Regions from separate parts of the Sus scrofa genome. Here region 1 is linked to region 2. Evidence: chromatin contacts called from public Hi-C data. All regions are on one chromosome and are shown on one strand. The core of a region is the stretch at or near the end of the contact, and the rest is flanking DNA. Distances in the headings are between cores, read along the strand shown. Region 1 holds the start of LOC102168098 (collagen alpha-1(III) chain-like). Region 2 overlaps RALGPS1 (ras-specific guanine nucleotide-releasing factor RalGPS1).

Evidence for each region. A called contact is a pair of places that touch in the nucleus more often than the background predicts.
Region 1: a Hi-C map of embryonic fibroblasts shows a contact between it and region 2, with 4 times the contacts expected there. The contact joins the promoter of LOC102168098 here to the enhancer-like site in region 2. A contact is called at or near these places in 1 of 5 promoter capture datasets (liver), 12 of 47 Hi-C or Micro-C datasets (embryonic fibroblasts, fetal heart ventricle, heart right ventricle and 5 more) and 1 of 2 datasets of contacts at active chromatin or transcription factors (skeletal muscle).

The regions. Positions count from the first base shown.
Region 1 is chr1:267,731,233-267,735,348 of Sscrofa11.1, reverse strand. LOC102168098 (collagen alpha-1(III) chain-like) reads left to right here and starts at 2,019. Exons shown (of 2, transcript XM_021069197.1): 1 at 2,019-2,208; 2 at 3,333-4,116. The coding sequence starts at 3,560. All of the region lies in intron 11 of RALGPS1 (ras-specific guanine nucleotide-releasing factor RalGPS1), which reads right to left. LOC110256267 (a long non-coding RNA gene) reads left to right here and starts at 88. Exons shown (of 2, transcript XR_002337629.1): 1 at 88-485; 2 at 1,814-2,003.
Region 2 is chr1:267,514,782-267,518,793 of Sscrofa11.1, reverse strand. The region is part of intron 1 of RALGPS1 (ras-specific guanine nucleotide-releasing factor RalGPS1); the gene reads right to left. Among named protein-coding and RNA genes, the nearest start is that of RALGPS1, 80 kb to the right of the region's middle. Within about 2 kb of position 1,698, at least 16 of the 83 cell types and tissues checked have an H3K27ac peak or open chromatin away from gene starts, as enhancers often do. A contact at or near this core is called in embryonic fibroblasts, omental adipose tissue and retroperitoneal adipose tissue, where this site is marked.

The sequences.
Region 1 (4,116 bases), core at 770-3,269, 220 kb before region 2:
GAACAGGTCTGAGGACAACCTCTCTTTGGGATGAGAAATGAGACCGAGACAGGGGCGCCTTCCAGAGGATTCAGATGTGCAGTCGGTGAAGACTTTCTGCTCCAAAGGCTGGAATGAGAGCGAGTTTTGTCCTGGGGGAAATGTCTCGTGGAGCTGCTGCAGAGGGGCAAGGCAAGCGTGGAAGCCATCGGCTTGGTTTCGGTTTTACACGTCTTGCTCAATCGATGGATCCATGTGGAGGGGAGAGTGTGCCTTGTTTATCAGCCGCATGTACGCAGGATTGCAGTCTCACTGCCTGAGTCACTCTGGCTCCCACCCTGGGTTCAGAAAGTATTTTGTAAAGGTCAAATCGCCTCGCTCCTCCTCGTGGCTTGAGCCGGTGGTGTCGCAGCCTGAATAACGGGGAAAGCTGAAAGTTCTGTGCCCAGAACTGGGTGCTGGGCTGCCACCCAGGAGGCGGGGACCTTCGGAGCCCTGTTTTGCAGGTAAGGGAGCCAGGGCTTCTATCACACACAGGACCTGGACCCAGGGGTACACCACTGTCCTGGCGGTGGCGGGGGGTCGGGGGGACGTGGGGTGGAGGAGGAGCTCTAACAGTTCAAAGGTCAGGCATTAACGAAGACCTGAGGAAGGAAGAACACGGAGCCCCATCTGAGGTGATCTGACATGACAAGCAGGAGACACTTCCTGCAGGAAACATGTGATGAATAAAGGCCAACTGCTACTCCTCGAGGAGGGGACGGTGAAGGACGCTAACATCTATTAGGCACCGACCGTGCACCAGGCTTGTATAAACACTTCCACATCTAAGATCATTGACTCCTGTGCAGCTGATGCTTTTACCAAAGCCACGTTAAAGGAACGCTCAAATATGGTAAATCAACTATACTTCAATAAAGCTTTTTAAAAAATAAAAATAAAAGGATGTTCGGAGGCACTCCAGTCACGTGGTGGTGGGGCGCTGGGCTTGTTCCTTCAGTCGCCCCTTGTGCAATGAGAGCTGGACGCGCCGAGGCTCTTCCGGGAGCTTCCGCACCCTCTGCTCACTCCTGATCCACTGCCTCCCCACCTGTCTCCATGTGGTTGCGCGTCCTGGCTCGGATCCCTGGTTCCGGGCTCACCCTTGGTCCTTTCCGCTCAGCTCTTGACTCTCCCTCCAGGCGGAGGCCCAGATCCACCCCCTTCTTCTCGCTGTGTTGGAGGCCTGCCTGGCCTCAGATGCCCCTTCAAGGGGCTGCAAGCAGCAGAAGCGGGGATCTCCCTGGGCCCAGGGTCAAAGCTGATGCTGCTCTGTGGACCAACAGCCGGGGTTTGCCGTTGAAGCAGAAGAATTTCCATTCAGCTGGGACCGAGGGGTGGGGGTGGCTTCCCTGCCAGTAAGTGATACTGTGCTACTGAAAGGCCTCACGTTCCTGCCCCATCAGGCCTGGGGGTGGGGGGCACCACGTGACAGCGTCAGGAACACGTGTCTTCTGGGATGGTTTCTGAGCTGGGCAGCTGGCAAGCTGTGTTTCTCCATGTCTCGGGGCAGGGGCAGGGATGGGGGCAGTGCTCATGAGCTGGGGCTCTGGCCTGGCTTAACAGAGTGTGGTCCCCGCTGCCCGGCCTGATATGGCACGGACAGCTGGAAAAACTGACCACGCAGCTTGACTATCTCAGAGGATTGCTCTATTTTTCCTCAGCATAATTTTTCCATGAATAATCTTTAAGTGGCTGTTTCTTTAGCAGTTTTATTGGAACATATGAGAACTGACAGTCACTGGGGAATGAGATATCATGAAAAAAATCTGGTTTTCATTACATTTCTCTCCAGAAACCAACATGCTGCCCAACAGACCACTCATTGATTGGAAGAGAAAAGAGCACAGGGCCTTCGAACCATGGCTTTGGAGTGGACAGGAGTAAGGATGATGAATGGCCACAGCAGAGAGCACAGGACCCAGAGGCAGACGGGCCTGGGCTCCCACCGGCCGCTGCCACCTGCAGGCTGAGTGACCTTGCGCAAGTCACCCGGCCCCTTCTGAGCCTGAATCTTCAACACGGGGACAGTGCGCTGGCCTGGCAGCCTCCCCACGAGGAGGAAATGATACAGCAGCTCTCCCTCCTTCCTGCAACAACACCCCGGGCCAGACGCCACACAGTCACACTGAATTAGACAGCTGGGGTTCTGTCTCTGTGCAGTTTACAGTCGAGGGGGGACAGAGACAAGTAAGCAGATAACTGCTTTGATAGGAACAAATAAATACAATAATAGCCATGACCACACCAATCGTGTAACTACCACGACAATAATGATGGTGGCAATGGCAACAGGTGACATTCATCAGGCACCTACAAGGTGCCAGATACGGTGCAAAACGCTCAGTACGCAGGATCTGATGTAAGTTTCACAGTACCGCTGCCTCCCAGGCATCTCGGCGTTACTCTGTGGATGTGCGGTCGGAAGGTTAAGGAGCTTCCCCGGGCAGGGGGCTGGTAAGCAGTGCACCTGAGCACACAGGCTTGTCAGAGGGGCCCTGGGGGGGGTGTGACCCCCAGACTGATGCAGGAGTCCCAGCAGAGGCAGTGGCAGAGGCGGAAGGAGCAGCTTGTGCAAAGCCTCAAAAACGGCAGGCCCAGGACCTACTCCAGAAACTGCAAAGAGCCAACCTGGCGACGAGCTGAGCATGGGGAGTGTGTGTACATTGGGAGCCAGACTGGGGCTGCAGGGCTGCGTGAGGGGCCTGAGGTTCAACGAGGGGAGGACACGGAGGTCTTTAGGAGAGGAGATTATTTTATTTAGATTCTAGGAGAGCAAATTATGCTGAGACTTGTACCCTAGAAAGCTCACTCTGGTCAAGACCGCAGGCTGGGAAGGGGAGATGTGAACCAGAGGTGTCTAGAGGGTAGACCAGCAGGGGTGTGGACCGCGAGGCTGATTTGGGGTAACCCTCAGTGGGAGCTGGTGCCCTTCAGTTAGGAGGGAGCAGGATTGGGGGGCCAACGAGAAGCTCAGTTTGGGACTGATGTCTGGTGGCCTCTGGGCAGATGGATGCGTCGCTTGGGAAACAGGTGACGACTGGGGACAGGTGCGCAGGACTTGTCAGCACAGGGCTGTGGAGCCCCAGGAGCGGACGAGATAATCCAGGTTGTAATCTCAGTGCAAGAGGGAAGCCCGGAGACAGGAGGGGAAACCAGTGTTTGTGGGATGAGAAGAAGAGGAAGGCTAGGAAGGAACCAGTGGTATACAACTAGGGTCAACAGAACAAATATTTGAGAAAAGCATCATTTTAGATTTGTGTAATTTTAGAGGAAGGCGGCTCAGTAACAATGTACTCTTGTGACCTCGGCAGCCCCTGGTCTCAGCAGTCAGTTCCTCCTCTGGAGGCAGCCTTGGACCGCCAGCCTGTGCCGGGACACTGCCAGGAGCCATGGTCCCCGTCTACTCTCTCATGCGGACCACAGCAGACAAGCCTGGAACCCCGCAGACATGACCTGTTCATTCTGGGTGTTTCTCTTGGGAGAAGAGGGAGAAACAGAGCGAAAGAACCGCTGGTCTGCTCCTGCCCTCGGCGGTTAAATGAGACAGCGAGGGCTTTCACTGAACTGCAGGGCCCAGAACCCGTGTCCCCGAGCTCTCATAAAGAGGGCCGCGACCCCGTCCTCCTGGTTGCGTGCGGCCTGCACCGTGCCTTCACAGCGCCCGTCCCGGGAAGCTACGGCATCGTGTGTGAGTTCCCTCTCCCCCACTGACACTGGCTCCGGACGCCCAGGCTGTGTCCTGGGGCCCAGGGCAGGGCTGGGTGAGCAGCCGGAGCACCGGCCCAGTGTGCCGAGGGGGCCGGCGCGGTGTCCGTGGCTGCAGGGACGCCGGCTCTGCCGCGGAGGACACGTGGCTGGGATGGGAGCCTCGTTCCCACGGGTTCCAGCAGCACCCGTGCGGCCCTGCCCTGGGTCAGCGCTGCCCATTGAAGCAGCCTGGCAGCCCCGCTCCGCTCGCGGGGTGCCTTCCAAGTCTCGCACGTGGGAGATTAATGGGAGGCAGCTGTGTTGCAGGGAAACGACTCAACTGGAGTCACAAGACTTGCGTTCCAGTCCCGCCTCTGCTGGGGCTGAGCTGGGAGCCTGCTGCCCAGG
Region 2 (4,012 bases), core at 449-2,948:
GAGCCCAGGATGAATGCCTTCTACGTGTGGGGCTGTTATGAATGGGTAGATGGAGGCCCAACCGCCTTGTTGCTCGGCAGTCCATTCATTTGTTGGCTCAACATCCACCCACTGAGACCTGGAGGACCAATTGTGGGGACCCAGAGTCCTGCCTTCCAGGGTCAAGCAGTGTAGCAGGGGAATGGGATGCTCACAGGACATATGGCAGATCAGATCACAGATTCACCCTGGATCATAGCGTCAAAGACATCACCGAGCAGAGCCGTTGAGCTGGGTCTTAAAAGGACAAGTGGGAATGTTTCAAGGCGAGGGTGGGCAGCAGGCACTCTGAGCTTGTGCAGAAGCCAGAGGCACAGGAGGATGCCAGCAGGCCGGGAGACAGGGAGTGGGCTCCCCCCCTCACCTGGCCGTACCCTAGACCAATACGGTTGCTCGTAAGCCAGGCAGGGCTTCCCAAGGAGGTAGCTTTAACAGATGGCCCTGACACTACAGCCAGAGAACAAATGGCCTCCTGATCGTTCCCTCATCCATTCAGCAAACTGGGCAACCCTTTTCCCAAGGCCTGTTCTGTGCAGAGGAATCAGGCCAGCCCTCGGCCTCAGGTAGCTCACACACAGGCTGACCCCCAGTGCCGTCATGACAATCTATCCTTCAGTCTCTGGCTAAGGACTTACGTGTATTTATTAAAAAAAAAAAAAAAAAAAGAAAGAAAGAAAAAAGAAAAAAGAAAATACTTACAGATGAGAAAACTGAGGCTCAGAGAGAGAAACTACACTGTGAGTCAGGGATACGTTTTCACACACCTGCCCGACTGTGGCCCCTGCCAGACAGGAGGCCGTCTGGCAAAAAGGGAAGGGTCTGTCCCACACCAAAATCCTATCACTCCACCCTCCCTCTGCCTCTCTCACCTCTTACACACACACACACACATTCGTGCCAACGCCTCCTTGGAAACCAAAACACTGCAGGAGAAAAGGCGATTCTCATGATGTAACTTTGCAGGAACGTGGCGGTTGTGTCAGAACCACAGAACAATCCCACGTCTCCTGCTGCTGTGTGACAGACTCCAGTCTCGTATGTGTGGGCCCCTGAAGAGGGGAAGGAAAGTCCCATGTGTGATGTTGGTTTCCTTCCAGACTTCGAGAATTCTCCTTCAACGTTTCAAGTTCAGGAAACCAAGAAAATAACAGGAGACAGTCTGGGGCAAACCACTTTTTCCTAAGCTTATGGAGGTTGTTTCAAAGAAAATACACACATCCAGGAATGTTCAATTACAAGAGAGTCAAGTCTTCCAAATGTCTTCAGGCAAATCCAAAGACGGGGCCGAGCCTGTGCCCTCACGAGGGGCTCACTGCTCTCCACGGGCTCGCTCAGAGCTGCTCCACCTTTCTGCATCCAAACAGAACGAAACCAGAGGGTTTCTGCCCACAACCAATTGTTCACTCCCCGCCAGTAAATGTACGTGTGTGTGTGTGTATGTGTGTGCGCGCGCCACAGCCAGGGCTTGTCCGTTTGGTTCTGCTGTCTTTCCCCAGGGTCACCATCACTCTGGAGCTGGACCACCTGCCAGGAGCTCAGGAGGGGCCCCCTCGAGCAGGCTGGCGGGGCTGCTATGGCCACCTCCTCCAGACCCTCCCCACACCGGCCCCTCCTCCTGGCAAGCGGCAGCCTCTGGCGGCTTTTGAGGCCAGACCCTGGCCACGTGAGCACACGCTAGACCTGAAATGCCATCCCTCAGCACCGCGCTTACCCGCACCGCCTTCCCCACTCCTTGCAAGCCACCCCACCAGACGGGCAACATCCAACATCTCCCCTCCCCACGGAGGGACAGATAATGGGCTGGGCGGGCTGGACAGCTGAGGAGGCACCACTGAGGCCCCCCCACAGTGGCTGCGCCCCCGTCTGGGAGAGAAAGCAGTGGTGCTGGGAAAGAGGGCTGGGTCTAGAGACTGAGGGTCTGCAGATGGATTAAAAAGAGAGAAAGCTTGTGAGACTGAGCAGACTTGGAGCAAAGGAGGGGCACCTCCCTGGCGATGGGAAGCACCTACATCTATGGAGCTGAAGCAGGGCTGGCACAGACCGCAGCCATCCACAGCATCCAGGTGACAGGCGCTGACCCAGCACCCCTGCGACTCCCGTGCTGTGCGGAGGCTGGGGAGGCAGAAACCAGCAAGGCCCACTGTCCTCAGAAAGCCCAACCGAGGAGGGCTTCCTGGATTTTTCATTTAAAAGCAATACATGCACATGCTAAAATTACATAAACTTAATTATCAGGTATAAAACAAAAAAAGGAAACTCCCTGGGAGATCCCACTGTGTCTCAGGAGTAAAGAACCTGACTAGTACCCATGAGGATGTGGGTTCAATCCCTGGGCTTGTTCAGTGGGTTAAGGATCTGGCATTGCTGTGACTGTGGAGTAGGACAGCAGCTGATTCAACCCCTAGCCTGGGAACTTCCATATGCCACGGGTGTGGCCCTAAAAAGACAAAAAAAAAAAAAAAAAAGGAAAGTCCCACAAGCCCTAGTCCCTGTCCCCAAGGTTACAAGTTCACATAGTACAGGGCAGCATTTGCGCACACAGACACCTCTGAACAGATATGAGGGTGTGTGTGTCTATTATGTACACACACACACACACACACACACACACACACATCTGAATGTATATTAGAGATCTTCCTTTTCAACACTAAAAACAAGTTAAGGAAGTTCCCTCCTGGTGTTGTCACTGTAGCAGCTCAGGTCACTGCTGTGGTGGGAGTTCGATCCCTAGCCTAGGAACTTGCACATGCCACGGACATGGCCAGAAAAATAAAATAAAAGCAAGTTAGGTATTAAAAAAAAAAAGGAGTTTTAACTGCAATATTCAATAAATGTAAACCAATTTTTTAAAAAAAATTTAGTTCTCTTTTTGATATCTGTTGATTGAGATATCAAAGGCAAAAGCTATTGTAAACTACCAACATTATTAAGTGAATGCAACAATCCCAGCCGTCTTTACGTCCATGTGGAAACAGTGAGAGGGACTCATAGCACAGTTTCTTCAGTCTGACAGCACTCAGGCTATGCCTCGGTGGTGGTGGGGGAGCTTAGGACAGCTGTGGTTCAACACCCCCACCCCTCAGCGGCTCACAGGCTGCGACCGCAGGCCTGGCGCTAAGAACAGGACAGCTGAGGGGCAGTCTCTGAGGCAGAAGGAGCAGGCACCTTTGGAGAACAGATAAATCAGGATTTGAGGTCTCACCTATCACTGACTTTGTGCCCTGGGCGAGTTGCTTGACCTGGCCAAGCCCCGCTTCTCCCCCCGTAAAATAGGAGAACGGCGGCACCAATGGTACAGAGGGCGGAAGGGTTCACAGGGTGGCTGGCACGGTGTGTCGTTAAGGGTAGCTGCCATCTGTGTCAACACCCCTCGCCGCCACTTTCACCCTCCCTGGGGCAGGGGAGAGCAAGGGCCAGGCTCTCTCCGCAGGAGCCCCCAAGAAACCGACTTTAAGGTTCAGGCAATAGGAGCAACATGGATGCAAAATATCCCTTTCTCCGAACACGAGGATCACGTTCTCAAGAGAAAATCCATCCTCTGGCTGGCAGGTGGGTTCGTTTCAGACTTGCCATGAAAAGGCCGGCTGGAGCCTCCCTCCCTCACCCATGATGTGTAATTACTCTTGAAACCAGTGGCTCCTCCCTTCCAACACAAGCCTGCAGAAAACAGGGGAGGGGAGGAAGCCCCCCTGCAGCCACTTTTCCTTAGGGAGGGGAGGCAGCTCTTAGGAGAACAGGAGGCCCAGGGATACTCACGGGGGAGGGCTTGAAGGGATCAGGTGGTCTCCCCGGGACATCCCACAGCACCCACAGCTCTGCGGGCATCCAGACGGGTGCCCTCCGCTCAGGAAGCCTGGGTGGTGGCACATCCCTTTTTGCACAATAGGGACCCGAGGAGCCAGGCCAGGGACCTAGTGCCCCTCCCTCTCCTGACCCCGCACAGCCCTCATCAGTCACCCACTTACTCCTA